Regions from separate parts of the Zea mays genome. Here all the other regions are linked to region 1. Evidence: chromatin contacts called from public Hi-C data. All regions are on one chromosome and are shown on one strand. Each heading gives the region's core, a stretch centred on a gene start, on an enhancer-like site or on the middle of the called end of the contact. The rest is flanking DNA. Distances are from core to core; before and after follow the strand shown. Region 1 holds the start of LOC100383177. Region 2 holds the start of LOC100192532. Region 3 holds the start of LOC100502349.

The links. Hi-C and Micro-C count contacts between places; a contact is called where the count stands out from the background.
Region 2: a Hi-C map of ear shows a contact between it and region 1, with 2.2 times the contacts expected there. The contact joins the promoter of LOC100192532 here to the promoter of LOC100383177 in region 1. A contact is called at or near these places in 7 of 25 Hi-C or Micro-C datasets (ear, endosperm, leaf and 1 more).
Region 3: a Hi-C map of leaf shows a contact between it and region 1, with 7 times the contacts expected there. The contact joins the promoter of LOC100502349 here to the promoter of LOC100383177 in region 1. A contact is called at or near these places in 5 of 25 Hi-C or Micro-C datasets (bundle sheath, ear, endosperm and 2 more).

The regions. Positions count from the first base shown.
Region 1 is chr1:90,578,258-90,582,273 of Zm-B73-REFERENCE-NAM-5.0, reverse strand. LOC100383177 reads right to left here and starts at 2,273. Exons shown (of 3, transcript NM_001175842.1): 1 at 1,917-2,273; 2 at 361-569. The coding sequence starts at 2,187.
Region 2 is chr1:90,781,402-90,785,417 of Zm-B73-REFERENCE-NAM-5.0, reverse strand. LOC100192532 reads right to left here and starts at 1,749. Exons shown (of 2, transcript NM_001367478.1): 1 at 1,280-1,749; 2 at 1-912. The coding sequence starts at 1,716.
Region 3 is chr1:90,417,006-90,421,021 of Zm-B73-REFERENCE-NAM-5.0, reverse strand. LOC100502349 reads right to left here and starts at 2,248. Exons shown (of 10, transcript NM_001363268.1): 1 at 1,690-2,248; 2 at 213-566. The coding sequence starts at 2,022.

The DNA of each region.
Region 1 (4,016 bases), core at 1,024-3,523:
TTAGTATGGTGCCAATGCGATAGTTGTAATCTGCCTGTTGAATAAACAGTGAGTTAAACAGCAATTTAACCCATTTAATCATGTTTAAGCCATTTAGACCGTACAGTTTAAACAGTCCAACCATTTGATGGAACGTTTAAGGCCTAAATGACACAGCTGGCCTTTTACCATTTACACAATGTTTAAACAGCGAACAATGAGTGTCAGTAACACATACAAGCGACTGAACTAGATCCAAAATGTTGCACAAGTATAAGTAATATGATATTTATTACAAAAAAAGCAATAGTGTAGTTACAACACATGTATGAGTACAAAACAAGGCAAAAGCAAGCAATCAAGGTAAATCAAGCAAGTTACCTCATCAGGCACCATGTCAAAAAGGCTAGACCTTCTCTTCCTTCTGCTCATATTTGATTGACGTATAAAATATTTTTGAGCATGACTTGCTACTTGAGTAGGTGTTCTTGAGACCACGAAATTACGAGAAATCCCTCGCCAATCACCTTTCCCAAGCTTTTGTAATCCCAGCAAAAACCTCCGGTGTTCTTCTTCAGTCCAAGGAACACCTGTAAGAGCAACCTCAATCAGCAATGCAGCCATGCAGGTAGGCAGCAATATGTGAAGCAACAAGAAACCAGTGAACAGAAAGGAATGGACAGCAGCATATTAACAGACTATGGTAAAAGTTAGCATCACCACCTTGCTGTTAAACAAATCATATAGGTAGGGTGTCATCGACAAACAGAGGACTAGCCAAACAGCACAAAATCAGAACAGAGATGGGCATAATATGCAGAAGGTGCCACTTGACTTACATTGAAGGGCAGGCCTAGTGTAGTGGTGAGAGCTGTCTCATGAGTCACCCAGTCCGAGTTTGAAACAACCTCTCTGTATTTATGGGGGAAGGTTTGACTCAGTTTTACTCTTTTCTTAGACCCTACAGGATTGCCTCGGTTTATCCCTTCCGCAGACCCCACTCATGTGGGAGCCTCCGGCACTGTGTTTGCCCTTTTCTTGCCACTTGACTTACATTAAAACACCTACCACCCACCACCAAGTGTAACCCAAGAACTAGATATCACTGTTCGTGTAAAAATCTCACAAGAATCAGCAGCAATAATTAACAATAAAGATAAAACTTGCAGAACATTGGTATTCATGTATCAAGCATTTGATTTTTCCCCATAACATATGAAAAAACTTGTTTCCTTATCAAGTATGGGCAGCCGGAATATGGCACTGTGTAATAGTAATTACATCCCAGTGCAGTAGCACATTACACCAGACCGTGACCATTAGCACATGTATGGCATACATAAGACAACGTTTCAGCAGTTAGCGCAGCGGTTTCAATTGCTCGGCATATCCTTCCTGATTACGCAGCCCTGTACCTTTGATTACGCAGCCCTCTATGCCTCTACAGCCATTCAGCATAACGAATCAGTGACAAATTTCATCAAAATCAACTGACACCACTGCTTGGAGCAATCCATAACCCATTTTCTAAAAGTTTCTAGAGCTGAGTTTGTTAAATTATCCCCATGACCCAGTCAAACGACATAGGGCAGGTGGTCCTTGCACCAGTCAGGGGCTGAATTCGAGTACCATATGTATCAACTCAACTAGTACAATATCGATACAATAGTAGTACTCAGCACAGTGTGGTATTACCATTAATGATTTTCTCTCAGCCGGTGCAGTACCCGTTTCCCAACCTTACAGGTACCTAATCAGTGAGCACTAGCCACTAGGTGCATCTAAAAAGAGTAAGCCGAGTAGGCAGGAGAGAAATGAATGGAAAAACTTGGAGCTGGTTAGAGCTGGAAGGATCTATTATCTAGGGTTCTGCATCGAGTGGTAGCGGGTGGATGATCGATTCGAGAGGAGGGGGCAGAGATCGGGCGGTAACTGACCTTTCTTACGCTCGCGGCTGGCGGAGGACGACCCCTGGACGAAGTCGTCGGAGGCGTAGCCCCCGCCGCCGTCGGCGAGGTCGGGCCCGTCGGCGGGCGACGCGCCGCCGCTGGTTGACCCCGCGGAGAGGAGGGAGAGGTTCCCCATGCTTGCGCTCTTGCGGATGGCCGAGCCATCGGTGAGGCGCACCCCGAAGATCTTGACCCCGCGGTTGGGGCACGTCCGCGAGTTGTGCCCGTTGTGGCTGCAGTGCGAGCACCGCCGCGTCATCCCGCCGCCAGCCAGGGTTCGTGCGGTTTGCGTGTGTCGGGACTCGTGAGAGGAACGACGGTGGTGATGGTGATGGGAGGAGGACCGGAGCCGGTGCGAGGAAGCCGTGTGAGGAGAGGAGGTGATGAATGGAGGGGAGAGGGTTAACTCAACTGTTAAGTGGTGATTGCTTAAGCTGGTCGGCGAGCGTGGGCCGTCCACGTGGCGGATATTCTCGCGGGGATATACGTGTGCGTGGGGGACTCGGGCAGCGGCTTGTGGGGCACGCCTCGCTTCCTGGCTGGCTCCACTCTGCCTGCCGTCAGCCTCCTTCCGATTTGTTCTCAATCGCCGGGTCCTCGGACCATTTACTGACAAATTGAGCAAAGGCGAACCAACCTGCGATCGTGTCCATTTCCTGTTTTAAGATCTGGACGATACGTTTCTTTCCTTAGAGCAACTCCAGTGGTTCTCTAAAACACTTTCTAAATCAATAATTTAGCTAGTTAACATGAAAACTATTCTCCAATAGTTCTCTAAATGAACTTTCTAAATTTAACAACTTGTCATCTAACCCCATTTTCTCTCTACATTTGGCAACCATTTAACAACTCACTAAACAAAAATGTTGACTGCATTATATAGTTTTTGTGACTTATTTTTTATGTGGATAAATACAAAACAAAATTACAACCTATATTTAGAGAACTATTGGAGAACTCACATTTTTTTACTCCAAAAGCTATTTAGCAACTTCTTAAATCTGTGATTTAGAGAGCTAAAATTTACATAACTATTGGAGTTGCTCTTATGTAACGAGGCTTAGGTCTTATTTAAAAGAACCCAGTTTTTAAAAAACCAGTTTTTATCTTTTAACTAGGAGAGTTCAGCTTCTTAGTTTTTAAGAAGCTAGTAATCCTAAAATTAGCGCCGATCCGGTCGCCAATCAGTACGATGAGAACCGATGGCGGTGCTCTCTGCGGAGATGCGGATGGTCCGTGGCCAGGGGCCGAACGTCTGCGACCTGGCGCAGAGGCTAGGGTCCTGCCTGACGAGCCGGACAGTCCGCGCGGGCGCAGGGGTGGCGAAGTTTGCCGATGGCGCATCTAATCGACGTAGAGCCGGAGAGAGGTGAAGATTTAGATAGAGAAATCTAAGTTATTGTCTACTCCTAGGGCAAAATGTAAAGAACTAGATGTATATTGATTGATTAATCGATTGTTGGTGTTTCAACCGGCTGTAGCTTTCATATATATACAGGGGGTCTGGACCCGTTACAAACTGATTCTCGAGTTAATCTCGCAGATTTAGCTAACAAATCCCGTAAGAAACTTGGAATCCTAACTGATTCTGCGCGCGCGGACCGTCCGCGCCACCATCGCGGATCGTCCCCAGGCCAATTTTGGTGCCCAACCTATGCCCCTGCCTTTTGGCGGAGCTGAGCGAACCAAAAGCACTGGTACAGGCTGAAAACTAACTCAATGTGTTCACATCAGTTTTTCTAGGTATCTTGCCACATACTAGGATGATATTGCTTGAGAAAACGCCAGTTTAGCGTCTTGGGCAAGTCTTTGCCTTGTAGTGTTTGCAACTGGCCTTAACCAGAAAGTTCAGGAGAGAAAACCCCAGTTCAACTGCCCTAAGGCAAGTTCAACTGGTGTATGGTCAAAGAGGTTTACAGTTGAAGTTGAAGTTCAGCTGGAGTTGAGAAAGCTCAATTGTAGTTGTAAAAGCTCAACTGCAGTTGAAGAAGTTCAGCTCAGCTAAAAAAGCTCAATTGCTGCTGAAGAAGCTCAACTAGCTAAGGTTTAGTTCAGCTAATAAAGCTCAACTGCGGCTAAAGAAGTTCA
Region 2 (4,016 bases), core at 500-2,999, 200 kb before region 1:
GTGCTCTCTATGATTTTCTGAAGGAATCCAGACCGAATACCATGTTCTGCAGCCATAAGCCTTTCTGCAGTTTGCAGCACTAAGTCGTCACTTTCCTTCAGTGTGTACAGTTTATATCGCTCATCTGTTGCAACATCTCCAAGGAAGGTGTTGGTCCAGTTTGTTGGTGGAAGATCAGTCATGACGAACATGTGAATAAGGCCACTAGTCATGTTTCTCCTAATTTCTAGTTCAATAGCTTCCAACTTCTCCTTGAGGGCAGAGAATGTTGCTTTCCAGTGATTTTTGAATTGCCCATCCAGCAACCTAAGTTGCGCACAAAGAAATGGCTCCTTAATGTTGTTCTTAGCAAATTCCTTCCCTGCAGCCATGATCTCCGGTGCAAAGGGAAGAAACTCAACCTTCTCTAGTACCCTTTGTACTCTTTGGTCCTTAGGCGATTCATGGATATCAAAATAAGACTCAGATCCCCTGTATGGTCCTGAGAAGAGTGTCCCAAATGCCAGCAAAGTAGCATCCTCAGCTTGTGAACCAGGCCCTAAAGCCTTGTACATATCTCTGCGTCTCCGGACATATGAGATCTTCTTCCTCCGTTTCAATTCTTCATCTGGTTGAAACTGATCGAACGCCCCATCATCATTCTGTTGGTATGTCCAGACCGTTGTTCTACAATCGTCATGTACATGATACACACAGCCTTTTTCACTGCCTCCTAGACCAGACAGCAAAGATCGGCATTTATTGTAGTCATCTGGCCTAGAGCTACCACCAGAAACAGCACAGCACAGCCGAGAAAAGCAAGTCTTCCGCATGTCTACACCGCACCACAGGGAGACAAAAACCCTGAAGTCGATAGTCCTAACCATTGGTTCGATTGGGGATAGATCAACTATGTCACCCATTGAAACATACCTGAATGTTAAACAAATAAGCATTAACAACAGTCCACAATGAATCGGCGATCAGTTATGCACAATGTGAAAAGTGGTTGCTCGAGGTGTGCGAGTGCAACATAGAATACTTCACTATCTTCCAATCAGAAATGACCTCACTTAATCAAAGGAAACTGAGTGATGTCATTGCCAAGTGATCTGCTATCCTTTAAATAACCGAGATTCTGATGTAGCAATAGGGTCGCCACATTGTTCCATCATTTGAGTCATTTCACAATAAGCAAGGTGGAAGCAAAAAGTGTAGACCAAATTCGAATCCAAGCAATTTCTGATACACCAGAGACCAAACGAACTCGGTGAAGTTGAATGCCAAGTCTGGTATTTACCTTCGATCCAGCAGGAGTTGCATGGTGTGGTCCCAAACAGCGGCGCGCAGCGAGGAAGGGTCGGTGACCCTGAACTTGGGGCAGCTCCCGAGGACGACGGCGTGGTGGTCGAGCACGGGGGGCACAACGAGAGTGCGGTTTAGCAGAGCGGCTGCCACTGCCGCGTTCCGCAACTCGCCCACCTGGTTGCTGAACCCGCTGTGCGGTGCGTACCACAGGAACCTCTGACCCTCGAGCTCCACTGAGCCCCCGCACCGGGGCGCCTCGCCACCGCCGGGGGCGAAGGGGAAAGCGAAGAGAGCGCGGAGCGTGGTGGAGTAGGCCGATGAGAAGAGAAGATAGGCCGGAAGAAGGAGCACGAGGACGGCCACGACGAGAGGCAGGTGCGATCGGGCGCTCCGCCTGCGCCACCGGCCGCGGTTCGCCGGCAAGTCCATCTCCGACACCTTGGAGACGAGATCTGAGTATCTGACGGCAGCGCCCGTGGTACCAACGACTCCATGGACCATGGCCCAGCCGCCCAGCCAATGACACCTAGAGATCCAGTTCCATAAGGGCCGAATGGGTAGGCCCATTTTAGTGAGCTCTAAGCCTCACTCAGATGAGATAAAGAAAACAATTGCCCAACTCAGAAGGGCCGTTGTGACCCATCTTCTGGGCTTCTGATTTTTCTAGAAGTCCATTCTATCTCCACATACTATTGCTATTTTCCCTCGAAATAATTGAGCTTCTTAATACAATTTTTTTATAGAAACCAGTTTATTTTAATTAAAAACTAAAATGAGAAAAAATTATTGCTATGTTCCAAAGCGGTTTTAACTGGTCTTAACTCTTAAAACCGTTTAAGTTACCTTCCACTAGGCTTTGAAGGGGTTTCAATATTTTCATGTTTAGCTGGCCAAATAGAGGTTTTTTAATTGAAGTATTTATTTTATAATTTATATAAATAGAGTTTTTTAAAAAAAAACTCCAATAGCTAGATAAAAGTTGATAAAAGTAGTATTGGATACAAATCTTTTGTGAAAAAAAAACACAAAATGAAAAACAAGCCAAAGTAAGCTCCTAAGCATATTAAATGTTTTGTGTGTGGAAAAGAGGGACATTTTGCTCATAATTGCAAAGCCACTCCACATAATCCTTTGCCCAAACACTTAAGACATTTCGCCTTCAATGCTCATTATTTGCTTAGAAAGGACACAAGTGGAAAGGTCAAAGTCACATTTTTAGGTCCACCTAACAAGAGTAGGCCTAAAAAGATTTGGGTTGAAAAGTCCTTGATTGAGAAAGTTGTAGGCCCCATCAAGTTTGGGTGCCTAAAAATCAAGCTTGATCTGCCTTGCGTGTAGGTGAACTATAAGACCAGTGGGAGTCGTTGGGTAATTGATAGTGGTTGCAGTTAACATAGGACCGGTGACCCATTGATGTTCACCTCTCTTGATGAAGATGTGGATGATCAAGACAAGATAACTTTTGAGAACAATTCAAATGTCCTCTTACTTGCATCTTTGAGCTTCAATTGATTGTCAGTTAGTCAATTGTGTGATCTTGGAATTCAATGTTTATTCACAGAGAAATAAGTTGTTGTGTCTAAAGTGGATGATCACCTAAGGACTTGGTGGTTTTCACCTAAGGTATTTAGATATAACAACTTAATTTGGTGGTTTTCACTTCTGAGGATGCTAACCTAAGGACTTGCCTCTTCACCAAAACATCACTTGGATGGTTATGGCATGGAGGTTGCACATGTTGTAATGGGGACACTTAAGAAGCTTCTGAACAAAGAAAAGGTTAGAGGTTTGAAAGATGTTGTGTTTGAAAAGGTCAAGCTTTGTAGTGCAGGTCAAGCTAGAAAACAAGTTGATAATATATATCCTATAAAAGATTTCATGTCAACATTAAGGCCAATAGAATTGCTTCACATGGATTTATTTAGTGCTACATCAAATGTTAGTGTTGGTGCAAACCCCTTGTAACACCCTGAATTTGGGGGTATAAAATTTCTTCTCTAATATCTACCAAATTCAGGTGTTACCCCTTGTTTCTCTATATAGAATTCTTCTCTCTTCTTTTTATTAGAGATATGTCTAGTTTGTAGGAGAGGAATTACTTCTTTATTATATCAAAACATATGGGAGTCATGAAATGTTGTATCATACTGAGCCTAGATTATTCTTTTGGTTGATGCACATGTTTAAATTATTTGAATTTGAATTTGAGTCATGTTTAAATTTGAAATCCAAAAGAGAAAAAACAAAAGGAAAAAGAATTAGGAAATTCAGAATAAAAGAAAAAGGAAAAGAAGCCCAAAACCCTCTCCCTCCCGGGCTTTCGACCCATTAAGCCCAGCCCGCTCGCGCGCGTCCGCGCGCCCTCCCTGCTGCTAGGTAGGTCCCACCTGTCGGCGCCTCGTTCGCTCGCTCCATCCCTCTCTGCCCAGTGGGGTCGTCCTGTCAGCGTCGTTCGCCCGTGTAACACCCTGAATTTGGGGGTATAAAATTTCTTTCTAATTACCTACCAAATTTAGGTGTTACTCTTCTCTCTCTCTAGTTCCTCTCTCTTTTTCTTTTGGGTAGATTTAACTTAATTAGTGAGGGATTAATTATTTTATTTTGTCAAAACAATATGAGTCATGAAATGTTGCATCATGCTGAGCTCCAAATATTATTTGAATTGTTGTACATGCTTGATTTAGTTTGAATTTGAAACTTGGTTTGAATTTGAATCGAAAACCCTAGAG
Region 3 (4,016 bases), core at 999-3,498, 160 kb after region 1:
CATGATTGTAACCTGCTGAATATACAGCAATTAATCCATAAATTATAGACACATCCAGCACCCAATCCAAGAAAAAATATAACACTCAGGTATATGATTCTAAAGGAAAACCAGCATTAGTTATGACATGGTAGAACCAATAAGATATTGTAATATGAACTGCAACTCTATAAATGGCTTATTTTACCTATTCAATTACGAGAAAAAATTACCTCAACATCCTGTGGAAGAGTGCCAATAAAGCTTAAATACTCTTCACAACGTTGCTTCATCTGTGTTTGGTACTGCGAAAATTCTGAATGAATAATCTGCTCACAGTCTTTAATAACGGCCTCGCCAACGCCTTCAGCATTCAAGCGATTTCTGAGCTTTTCTGTGGAAAATGATGCATCATTCTGATCACCTGATAAATCCCCATTAAAAGAATATTCGCTTCTTGCAGTGACAAGCGCTTCAATCCAAGTCGCCCGGTCATTAGCACAACCAGTCCTCAGTTGAAGTGTTTTGGTCGGAGTAATTATATAAAACCGTTTATCATCTGATTTACTTTCACTAAATGATGATATCTACAAACAGGTAAAGAGAATGGCTAATCAGCAACCAGACTATTCACTATCTAGAAGCATGCAAGTAACTGAAACTTTGAATTGTGTCATCCAAGAAGTGATGATATCTACACTTGCACTCTTGCAGTTCACTTCAAAAAATATATATTTTTTGAAACCTCCACCGTTGCATTGCCATGCCAGTTAATCACTGCTTCCTCCAGCTAAAGAAACGGATAGCCAAAAAAGACAAGCAGCTTTATAGCCCATTGACTGGAGCAGAGCCAGTAGGCGAGGGACCGTTCAAGAGCCGGGGAAAAAGATGAGCCTTTAAAAAGCTCCCAGACCCTTCAATTTGCTAAGGACAGAGTGATCCGTACCTCCTCACATTCCCACTAACCCATGCACTTCCAAAATGCCAATGCGACACAAAACGGAGGCGCCAAGACACCAGGGCGTTTGAACAAGATCCAGCTGGGAGCCCGGTTGCCCCCACCTGTCGCTGGCCCCTTCCCTGGGGAGCACGGGAAACACCACTGTTGCAAGTCGATGCAAAGACTGTTCTTTCACACTAAGCTGACGCTGTAAAAGGCGAGCTCCAATCAAAACAAGGCATCGCTTTATTCCGACAGGGGATTAGCAATTTCTTGTAGCAGTGTATATACTAGCAACTTTCCATCGTTTCCTTTACCAGGAGCGTGAGCGTGAGCATGATGAGTGCTATTGCGTTTGCAAAACGATCCCCGCCGCATATCGTGACGATGGTACGGCACGAGGTAACTTTTACAGCTGGAGACTGGAGTTCCTGTGCTCGTCTGTTCTGTTGGACTGTTTCGATCCGACGCGACGCGGAAAAGAGAGGGATCGCAGGAGACCAGCTCCACTAACTGTAGCAGAAATTTTGAAGTCGATTTGCTCGACGAAATGCGTATCGATAGCACTATTTAACGAACGATTATTATGCTCGGTGTTCCCCAGTTTTGAGGATAAAATCGACGCACTGCAATGCGTCGCTGCTCTAAACAATGGCGAGACCATTCATGGCGAAACGGGGAGGGCGGCATAAAAAAATTCGGGGGGAAAAAATCAGGCAACGAATCGAGACGAGAAGGAGAGGAGAGGAGACGAGAGCGCGAGGGGTGACCTTGAGAGGCACGAATCCGATGGGGCGCTCAGCGGCGCCCGCGGCGCCGCGCGCCACCCCGATCAGCCGGACGCCGCCCGCGGCCTCGGGACGCGGCTCCGCCGCGACGCGGCGCCGGATCTTGGAGTAGGCGAGCACGCCGCCGCGGATCGCGAACCAGCGCGGGCGCCACCCCTTGCCGATGTTGGTCCACTTGTACAGGACCCCCGCCACCGCCGGCGCCGCCCCCGCGTCCTCCGCCGGCGGGGAGCGGTCGCCGGGCGCGAGCCCGCCGCCCGAGGCCGGCCACTCACCGGCGAGGCAGCAGAGCGGGTGCATCTCCCACGCCCGCATCGCGGCCGGCCCCTAGTCTCTCTCTCTCTATATCCCCCGGACCCTACACTCACGCGGCCACCACCATTTGGCTGGCTCCTCGGATTACTCTATTCGGGCAGCGGGTTCGCTCCGGCTTGGGTGGCGACTGGCGAGTGGAGCGAGGAGACGAGACGTGGACTCGAGGGCAGAGGAGGGTGGCTAGGCTTTGGTGCGGCTGCGGCGGGCGGGCGGGCGCCAGGGCGCTTTATGCTCGCTGCCTTACGCTTAACGCCTCCGCCTCCGGCTCTCGGCTCCGCAAATAGTTGGGAACTGGCGTCTTCGCGAGCAAGGCAGCGCCGGCGCGGCAAGGCCTGCTCCTGCGCCGCGCCACAAGGCCACCGCCTGTGGCCTCTGCCTGCCTGGCCTGCGCGTGCGTGCCCGTCAATGTGGCCCCGCGTGCCGGTGGATGCGTGCCGGAGTGGTTGTTCGGCCGCGCGGACGTGGCCTAGGAGGCGTTCGCTGGCTGGTTGGGTCCCGCGTGGCAGTGGCAGTGGCAGTGGCAGTGGAAGGATCCGTGTTCGTGCCGTGCGCGCTTGGCCTTGGGTCAGGCTGGTTGGTCCGGTCAGTGGAACGGGCGTGTCGCCGGTGGGTGAGTCATTTGGGTGGCAGTGCACTGCAGCTGGGGGGCTGGGTCCTCTGGCGCTGGCGAGCGGGGCCGACCTGACAGTTGGCTCTACCGCATTGGTGTCCACTGTTTTAAACAAAAAGCCTTATTTTTATTATTCCATCCAGAGAAAAGAGGCAGCCCTGGTCGATGGTCCTTTGGCTACAACTACTGTGTTGCTAGTGGCTGGGAGTGGTATGTCTAGGAGAGGAAAGCCGAGCATCGGCGTGATGACGACCGCGCGTCGGAGGCAGGCACAGACGCGCGAATCTAGGGGGCCAAACTAGCCCCTCCCTGACCTGATCACGCGTCTCCGCCCACCAAAAACGCCGGCCCGGACAAACGAGACGTCCCCATCTCACGTACACGTACATGCATGTGTCGCGCGGCAGCCACGGTACAGTCCAGTCCAGTCCATCCAATGGTCCAAGGAAAACGTGCTCGCAGCCGGAACCGAGCTGGACTGGGTCTGGACAAGAAGAAGAATCTAGCAACTTGCTCCTGCGTCATACGCTTGCGGTGGTTGCTGCCTCGCTTTACACGGGCAGGCCAGCAGCATCCTAACCTTCCCGTCGTCCCGTCCTATTCCTATGTGACTCGTGTTCCGTCGTCGTTGCTGCTGCTGCTTTGCCGCGTCGGTAAGTTTCCTTTGGTGTGAAGCTCCCTAACCGGATCGACGACTTGTCACGCAACCAAACCAAACCGATTGAGCATCCGTCAGGCTGTTTCGTACTCATTCAAGTGGCGGGGGTCCTGTTTCGTTAAGGCTTTGTTACCACCACCACCCCCAGTTATAAGAATTTGTTAGAGATTCAAGTGGTTTATATCTCGATTATTATAATACACCAGTTTCGTATATGGATAGAATCGTATGTCGTCCCCCTTCCGTCCGTCCCCGTCCAATTCCGGCAACAACAACCTCCATAAATGGCGGGCGGTTACATTTACATGTGCCCGCACTCGCCCTCATCTCCATAAAGGGTGTCGCGGACGCGATTGTGGACACCAGCACCCACTAGGGTCCAAGAGCAAAGGCGGGTGTGAGGACCGGCCTTTGTTGCTCCTCCGCGACTGAGACCACTTCTCTCCCCCCCACCCCACGCTCCTTCGAGGAGGCCATCACCAGCTACGGCGATACTTTCCGCGGGTGCTCCCGGATTGCATATCGACCATCCTCGACCATGGGGCAGCTGTAACGCCCAGAATTTTAGGGAAGGATTTTTTTTTTCTTCTTTGATACTCACCAAATTCAGGTGTTACTCTCTTTTCTCTTCCTGTTTCGCTCCTTCTTCCCATTTTCAAAGCAGTATAACGACTGGTGTTCGTCTCGCGTGTAAACAAAAACCTAAGTTGACATGGGTGTTGCATC